Regions from separate parts of the Zea mays genome. Here region 1 is linked to region 2. Evidence: chromatin contacts called from public Hi-C data. All regions are on one chromosome and are shown on one strand. The core of a region is the stretch at or near the end of the contact, and the rest is flanking DNA. Distances in the headings are between cores, read along the strand shown.

Region 1 (4,258 bases), core at 24-2,523, 140 kb after region 2:
ATACTTTGCCGAGTGTCCAAAGTTGGCACTCGGCAAAGAATAGTTTGTCGAGTGTCGGTCTTGGGACACTCGACAAAGTAGTTTCTTTGCCGAGTGTCTAAGGATGGCGCTCGGCAAAGTTAACAGCCGTCAGCTATAGACCACTGCTGACGGCCCTTTGCCGAGCGCCGGCGTTCACCGAGAGTTTGACACTCGGCGAAGAGGTCTTTGCCGAGAGTCTGTCTATACCTGCGATACTCGGCAAAGATTACTTTGTCGAGTGCCCAACAAAAAACACTCGGCAAATACGCATGCACTCGACAAAGAGTCGGATTCCGATAGTGTGGGCTGTATCTGGAGGAAGTCTCCAAAGACATTGAGGAGGTGGCGAGCAAGAAAAGGCGTCGTGTGAAGGGTGTGCTGGCGGACAAGGGGACCTCGAAAGGAAGGGGTGTCTCCGAGGTCGAATAAAAATAAGAAAACTTGAACAACTTTTGCTAACCCGATGGGGTCGTGAGGGACAAAGGGTTCGGTGCAACAATAGCAACAGCTGGTTTCTGCGAAGACTTGGCTGCAACGTTCTCGAAGCCGGGGGAAGTCATGGCTGCGTCGACCTTGAAGTAGGAATCGACGCGAATGCTGAAAGTTACCCGGGGTAAGTTGCCTAGAGGTGTACCGTACCTATTCCTCGGGCCTCTAGCGAGGACTTTATTATGTCTAGGCTAGTGCAGTCCTTGAAAGTGTTTCCTTATGGGCATAACATTGATACTATTGTATCAGCTAAAATGGAGAGCGCCTTGAAGGGGTCAAAGAAGAGGGAACATGTGCGCCTGGTTGAACCTTAGAAGGAATGACATGCCAAGCTAGGGTCTTTGATAGCCCCCATGAAGTGCACCTAGTCACTTTAGCTAGCATGGTTTTGGCCCTCGCGGTAGGGGGCACTCCTTCCATGCCTATTGCAACATTGGCAAAGACATCTTCCCCAGTTGTGGTGGTTGCATCCACTATGAAAGCTACACATTGCCTTTGCTCCGAACGAATGTGTCTCGCTAACACAGAGTTGAAAGAGCTGCGAAGGGAATATGATGAGGCGGAGGCCTCCCTTCACAGCAGTGTGCGGGCGGTGCACATTCAGCTGCATGACACACATCGTAAGTTTGGGGCTTAGGTATTTACATTTATTTTACGATGTTGGTGAGAACCCGAGCGAGGGCTCGATTCTTCCATCGGCTGTAGCCTGTAGGATGAAATCGAAAATCTTAGCCTCGTTGTTGAAGGCCTCATGTCGTACTCAGCCCAAGTGACACACGAACGGACCACCAATGCTTTTGCGCGCAAGGCCTGCCATCATTTCAATCATTTCGGGTTCCCGGCTTTGAAATGTACAAGGTCGAAGATGTTGATATGCAAAGGCCTGCTGGCGTGCTGTTTGACATGATGTGGGAGCCGCATGGCATTGGAATTGTACGTGAACGCGCGAGCCAGGATGTGGAGAAGGTGATTGCTGCTATTTTTCCCCTGCTTTCGTACTTTCCTTATTTTTGTCCGACACAGATGTTACTCGCGGAGATCAGAGTAGTGGAGCTAACGCGACGAAGGCTACTAACATTGAAAGTAGTCAGGTTGTTTATGTTTTTAGTGTGACGACTTGTGTAAAAACAAAGCATTTTTTCTTGACCAATGCAATGATTGGTGTTTGTGCAGGTTCTGTTGCTAGGGCCTATGCAGCACATTTTGCTGGTTATTGATGGTACGATGGAGACAGAAGTTGATGCAATTTTTGTTTCTCCGAACCGTCGTAGTCCATCAGTGGAATCTATTGAAATTTATATGTTGTTTGGGTTAGAGGAGTCCTTAAATATCAAGGACAAATTAGTGTGTTTTGCGCTTCTTGATGAAGTGTCATCGGCTCCTCTTGCAATAGAAAAAGGGGAGCCCTTGCTGGCTAATCGTTCCGACTTCGGTAGCGGGGTGCCCGCTTTGGGAGAAAATATTGAAGGGCAAGTGCCTTCGCCCAGCTTCAGGGAATATCATCGCGCTGACTTCGTCAGCCATGACAGAAGCCGGGACTTCGAAGTATGCAAAAACTTGGTGGTTTTTTGTCGGTGGTTCTTGTCTTCGCTAGGATGAAACTAGGTGTTTATTTAGGGGTGAAGAGCTTGAGCTGCTGCTTTTTGATTACAGGTAGCTGGGTCTTGTTCCCCTGCCTTTGCCCCCCTTGCCGATTAGGGGCCGATGTGAGGGCGCGTTTGGCCTTTGGCGTTGTTAGATTTTTTTGTGCATGTTGCATTTTTGGGTTACTTTTTATACCCTTTTAACTGTCTTTTGCGCTGATTTAGAGTCGGCTAGGCTGCACCCATCTTCGCACAATTGGTTGTGCCTTTCTATCACTTCTTGCCACATATTCTTGCGCGTTTTTAGACGACTTCGCACCCTTAGGTGACTTTGATAGAATTTTGTTTGAATCTGCGTGTGACCATCGATGACTTCACACCCTTAGGTGACTTCGCTAAGATGTTATCTGAATCCGGCCGCATCCTTCGATTACTTCGCATCCTTGGATAACTTTGGCAGAATTTTATCTAAATCCGGTTCTGTCCTTAGACAACTTCGCGCCCTTAGGTGACTTCACACTTATTTAGTGCTAATCCGGTTGTACCCTTAGATGACTTTTGCGTAGATTTATGGTTGTCGCACATGATAGTTAGGCTTTTTGTATACTGTCATGGTGACTTGCGGTTGTTGAATGTTAGGACTCGAGTACGAGTCTTTTCGATAGGTGAGAGTTCACAGGGTGAATCTATCCTTTTATTACAAGGCTCTGCTTCATCAAAAATCTTAGCCCCTTTGTGAGGAAAAGATTACGGGCCTAGGTTCACATGCTCTTAAATGGAAAAAGTAAAATTACTAGGGCATTTTTCTGTAGCCCCTCTGGAAGTGAGTCTCATATGTAGAACTTGTGTAGGTTGTCTACATTCTAGCTATGTTCCAAATCTATCCCTGACTGGTTGGCTAATTTGTAGAAGTTTGGAGAGGTCTTCTTGGAGATAATGTAGGGGCCTTCCCACTTTGGCTCAAGCTTGCCTTTTTACTAGGTTCGTGGGGTGTGAATGAGGACTAGGTCGCCTACATCGAACTTCTTGGTCTTGACTAGTTTGTCTCGCCATGCCTTCGTTTGCTCTTGTTACTTATTGATGGTGCTGAGGGCTTCAACCCTACATTGTTTGAGTAGGTATTTTGTTATTGATTCATCAACCTTCAGGATGGAGTTGCTCTCTTTTCAAGGGAAACTGAATTTGAGTTCTTGCAGGGTCATGGCTTCGGCCCAAACATTAGTTTGAACGGAGCAAATCCTGTTGGCCTGGTCTCTGTCGTGTTTAGTGAGCATAGGACTTCTGGCAGTTGCTCTGCCCATTTTCCTTTTTTTGTCTTTGAGTAGTCGTTTCTTTGGCAGACATGAAGAATTTGCAGTTGGCTCTCTCTACTGCTCCATTTGATTGGGGACGATATATATAGAGGTGATGTTGATTTTGTTCTCAATAGAAGAGCAAAAATCTCAAAAACATTGGTTGTCAAAATGCTTCCCGTTGTCAACCGGGACTTCGGAGGGCACTCTGAACCAGCAGACAATGTTTTGCTAAAAGAATTTCTACGCTGTTCTAGAGGTGATGATGGAGACTACCTTGCCTCGATCCATTTTGTGAAGTATTCGACCACATCGAAGGTGTTGGGGGCCTTCGGCTTCCGAAGGTCCTCAAAAACATGATTTGACAATGGTTTCCAAGTGAAATATGTGAACAGGTATCTTCGGAAACGGGTTGTGGGTATACAAGAGTATGGTCAGGACGAAGCTTGAGTGGGACGAAAAGTGATTATGACGAAGGACAAGATGATCACGAAGCTATGCGCGGAAAAGCTTCGGCATGACAGCAGAAAAGGGGAACCGACTTAAAGATGAAAAGCCAAATTAGACCTCGAAGAATAACTACAGAGTTATTGATAAATGTAAAGGGCATTAATGTAATTCTACACGGGTTGCGCCTCGTGCCTATAAATAGATGAACAGTACTCCCGTACTGTTCACGCTGACTTGGCATTCGCTTTCCGCATCACGCCTGTACCTTTACTTTCCGTCAATCCGAAGGTATATTTATAATTTGTTATTATGGATATGATAATGCAAATAAAAGATAAGTTGATGATAATATCTGCATTATTATTTGTATTTCATATATGCATTCTTCTTTATCATCTGTCGAATTTACGAAGGTTTCTTCCT
Region 2 (4,380 bases), core at 1,191-3,690:
CGAAACATATGGAATTACATAAGGCAAGGGTTGCTTCTGGTAGCACATATGTCATGAGAAATCACTGCCTGAAGATAAAGACTGAATTTATAAAAGTCTTCATTTAATATTCATCATCATTATTGGACAGTTGGGCAGAACAGGACGCAAGAACTATTATTTTGATAAATATTTACTAGGCTCCATCATATACCTGAGATGACTTGTAAAATGTGGAACACATGAAAATTGTAAATAGATTTAACCAGCAAATGCAAAGACTTGAGATCTCTTACAAAGTACCTCAAATTTAATTGGTTCAAATAGAAGGTTTGCCTGCCATGAAGCAATTGTCTCTGAGCCCTACAAATTTAAATAAAAGAAAAATGACCAATCAGGCTATACAGCTAATGGCAGGTACTAGCTTTACCTGAAAAAAGGAAGAATGACTAAACTGTTTTCTCTGAGCTTAACACTGGCCATTAATTTCCCTACCTGAATCACAAAATATCTTGTGCTGTTCCGATTTCCATCACAAATGAACCATTCACAAGGGCAAGATCTTGAAGAGTTCAGGTCATCTGCAACTGCCTGCTTTGTTTCCTCCTTTGCAGCAACCATTGAGGTCATTGAATTCGTTGTGGCCACAAACGAAGCCTCGTCCATAGTCAGACCTTCAGTTTGTGCATTTACAATGGCCTGGATAGTTCGATCTCGCCTAGCCTCATTCTGAGAACCAAAGGGAAGAACTTCCATGGCTCGAGATTGCATGTAGGAAGCAGCAGATGCAGCAATTCGATAAGCTGCCAATGGATTTATCCCTTGGCCACTTTGGTTCTCCTGCATTCTCTCATGTTCAGAGGTAGCGCCATATGTTGACTCTTGTTCATCAGAATGTCTGGATGACGTGCTTATGTTTGCATTCTTCCTGCCATTGAGATTTTGGTCCTCCTGGTTACAAGGGTTTGGAAGTTTGGCCCTCTCTTCAACTGATGATGTCACAAACGTCATGTTGTACTTGTGGAGATACCTTGGCTGAGACGTTGAAGAAGTAACAAATAAACAAATGAGAACCAGGACACGGGGATATCTATCTATATGATGCAAACTAGACAACTAGTAACAAATTAAACATGTCCTGAGTACGAGTATATATTAAAATGAAGTCCAAATTTCAAATTGATATTAGAAGAAATAGCTTCGAATTGTGACCGCAAACAGGAGATTAGCTGACAATAGCAGAAAACAGAGGCCCGAACTTTGCCGATCAAAGGGAATCGTAGAGAAGTCAAAATAACTAGCATTTTCACAAGCCGCAGGCACGTGCTTTAGCTGAGCGCAGAATGTAAGAATCAACAGAGATGCTCAACATTCCGTTAAACAAGACATCAATGATCTTCATATTTTTGTATTTCAGGCGGAACAAGAAAGCTGAACCTGATTTATTTATTTCTTCTATTAAAGGACAATATAATGCTAAACAAAAGTCAGATGAGATGTCAAAAGATTTAAAATTTTCACGATTTGTCATTAAGCCTTAATCTAGATGGCAGAAATGCAACTTTAGTAAATATTTGATGAAAAAGGATCAAAACAATCAACCCCATTTTAGAGAAATCAACTACGAAGTCATTATTTTATATATGAATCAGAAGGAGACTTCTCCCCGCATGATCATGATTAACAGAAATGACTACGCAATCGAACGGAAGGAAAGGTCCTTATCGAGTTGTGGTTACCTTGATCCGGGGAACCATGTAGGCGAGGTTGCAGAGGCCGGACATCTCGGAGAACAACTTGGCCTCCGCGAGCGACACCTTCCGCAGCAACCTCGAGAAGGCGGCCCGATCGAGCTCCTCACCGTCAGCCACCGAGCAGCCTTCCTCGCTGTCCGGTCCGACGCCGCCCCTCTCCACGCACCGCTGGCTACTCCCGTCTCCCTCGCCGGAACCAGGCACCGAGCCGCCGTCGTCGACGCCGCAGCGGCCATCGTCGCGCGACGGCGACGGCGGCGGCGATGACTGCACGCGCAGTATCTGCAGCACCCAGTTGCCTCCCCTGCCGTCCTCCGCCTCCACCGCCCGCCTGCGACGGCGTTCCCTCGCCTCCTCGACGCCCGCCGCCTCAGCCGCGGCTCCCAGGGCATTCTCTCCCGCGCGGCGCGGCCACAGGCCCAGCATCCCGGAGTGGAACCCGGGGCCTGGGGCGGCGGCGGCGGCGGCGGCGTGCGGCGAGGGAGCAGTCGCGGGGGATACCGGCGTGGCGAAGGTTGGCAGCGGCGGCCTGACTCCGGGCACGAATCTCAGGACGTCCATGGGTCTGGGTGGCGTCCGCGTCCCACCGTCCGTATTATTTGGGCGGTGAGATCAAAACCAAACGGGAAGGGAAATGGGAGGGAGGGAGGGAGCCAGGGAGGTAAAAGAAAGGGATGGAATTTGCGAGTCTCCTCTCGTCTCGTCTCGGTGGCGCAAAGGATCCGAGTTGAAGGGAAGGAGAGAAATATAGGAAACGTGGCGCGGAGGGGGTGCGAATTTACGGGGAGTACTATGAGTCTATATGGAATAGGATTGACTGCGCACGTGGATTACTCATAGTGATTGCGTGTGGTCACTGGTGGTTACGTGGCCCTTCTAACGAGAATTTTCGTGTTGTTTCTCTCTTTCTGAAAAGTCAAAGGCTAAGGACGACAACTATGGGTCGCGTACTGTATCCGACCGGTATTTACGGGTGTGCTATGGCTATTGAATTCTACCGGCACGGCATGCATAGGTTATAGGTAGGTCTTTTTTTTAGTTCCGTTAGTTGTGCATAAATATTAATGATTAGCATATAACACATGCTACGGGTGTGGTAGGTTTCGGTTCTTCAAGCACTAGATACACCTAAAAAACATTCATATAACGTAATATATATTTTATTCATTAAAACCTCTCATTTATATAGGTTATATGGGTAGAACCGTATCTAAATTTAGATAACCGTGTTAGAAAAGTTCCTTCACCAAGATACCATTTCTTGTGTTTTTTGTACTTGCCTCCTTGATATCAGTGATTTTAAGTCGTCCGACTAATTACGATTAGTCAGTCGTATCGATTTTTTTGGCACGATATGTAGCCTGACACGACTTGGACGACTTAATATCGAGTCAGACGATTAGACGATTAATCGTAGTTTTGAGTCGTGGACGACTTAAATAAAAGACTTGTTTTTCATAATTTCAACTCATCTATTAGACAAGTAAGTCATGTGGAAACCATAACATGGGGGGCGAAGGGCTTATGAGCATCATTTTAAGTAAGTCACTTTCTTATGTGTTTTAAACTGTACTTGATAAGCAAATCACTTTCTTTCATTATAAGCAAGTTTTTTGGCAAACAATATATTTTTACATAAAAAAACAAGGTGAGTCGTCATGTATCGTTTTATTGGGGTCTAGACGACTTAGACGGATGATTTACCATTGATTAGTCGTTCGATAAGTCGACTGAGTCGACTTATTGGTACTCTGGCGACTCAAAGCAACTCAATGACTTAAAACATTGCTTGATATCCCTTATGATACAGGGCATTTATGTGAGGCTGCACATGCCCTAACGCTCCGATCTCAGAGAGGCAAGGAAAGGGATTGACGGTGGCGATGCGAGGGTAGTGGTTGACAGCGACAGCGGCGACGCGAGGGAGGAGAAGGGGCGGCGGGACGCGAAGGGAGGGGGGGTGGGGGCGGCAGAGTCAAAGGGGAGAGAGATGAAGGATGATCTAAATAATATAATACATTAAATCTTAGTGACTAAGGGAGGAGGTTATTCAGCGATCTGAACCGTTTGTTTTGATGATATGTTAAATATGAGAGCAATTTGTTTACCGTCTGTTTGGTTGCTGAACGGTGATAGCATGCCCTGTACGTGAGGAGCCAGACATCTTGAGCACAGGCTCTATCCATACATAGTCTTTTGTTTTATTGTTTGTATTAGTACATTCAAGATAAATACATCTCATGTTTGGTAATCTGCATCAGAACATGTATAAAAGAAGAGTGCATAAATAATTTTTCAAATATTATACAACACGTATAGTCTAGTTTTGTTCGTAAATTTTGAGAAACATGAATATAAAATTGATTTGATGATTAAATGTTTTAATTAGAAAATATAATAAAAAACAACCTTAAAAACTTTCTCGTTTTGCGTGCAAATACATGTAGTTGCATGGGCAGCGCCGGCTTGCGTGGAGATGCCCATCTGCTGCGTATGCTGGGAGCCTGGCTGGCTGTGCTCCTCGTTTTGTATCTATTCAGCCTATTTAAACTGGTGAATTAGTTGGATGTGTTTTACAAGTTTAAACTGGTGCTGTTATAAAGTGGTATATATTTGAAATCGAGAGAGTATTAAACTTTCACGCTAC

The links. A called contact is a pair of places that touch in the nucleus more often than the background predicts.
Region 1: a contact with region 2 is called in a Hi-C map of tassel, with 2.6 times the contacts expected there. The contact joins the enhancer-like site here to the promoter of LOC100281800 in region 2. A contact is called at or near these places in 3 of 25 Hi-C or Micro-C datasets (ear, leaf and tassel).

Annotation. Positions count from the first base shown.
Region 1 is chr8:129,088,283-129,092,540 of Zm-B73-REFERENCE-NAM-5.0, forward strand. No RefSeq gene overlaps it. Among protein-coding and RNA genes, the nearest start is that of LOC100216893, 13 kb to the right of the region's middle. Within about 2 kb of position 1,274, at least 9 of the 20 cell types and tissues checked have an H3K27ac peak or open chromatin away from gene starts, as enhancers often do. A contact at or near this core is called in ear and tassel, where this site is marked.
Region 2 is chr8:128,949,420-128,953,799 of Zm-B73-REFERENCE-NAM-5.0, forward strand. LOC100281800 (triacylglycerol lipase) reads right to left here and starts at 2,441. Exons shown (of 5, transcript NM_001154720.3): 1 at 1,719-2,441; 2 at 475-1,014; 3 at 283-342. The coding sequence starts at 2,294.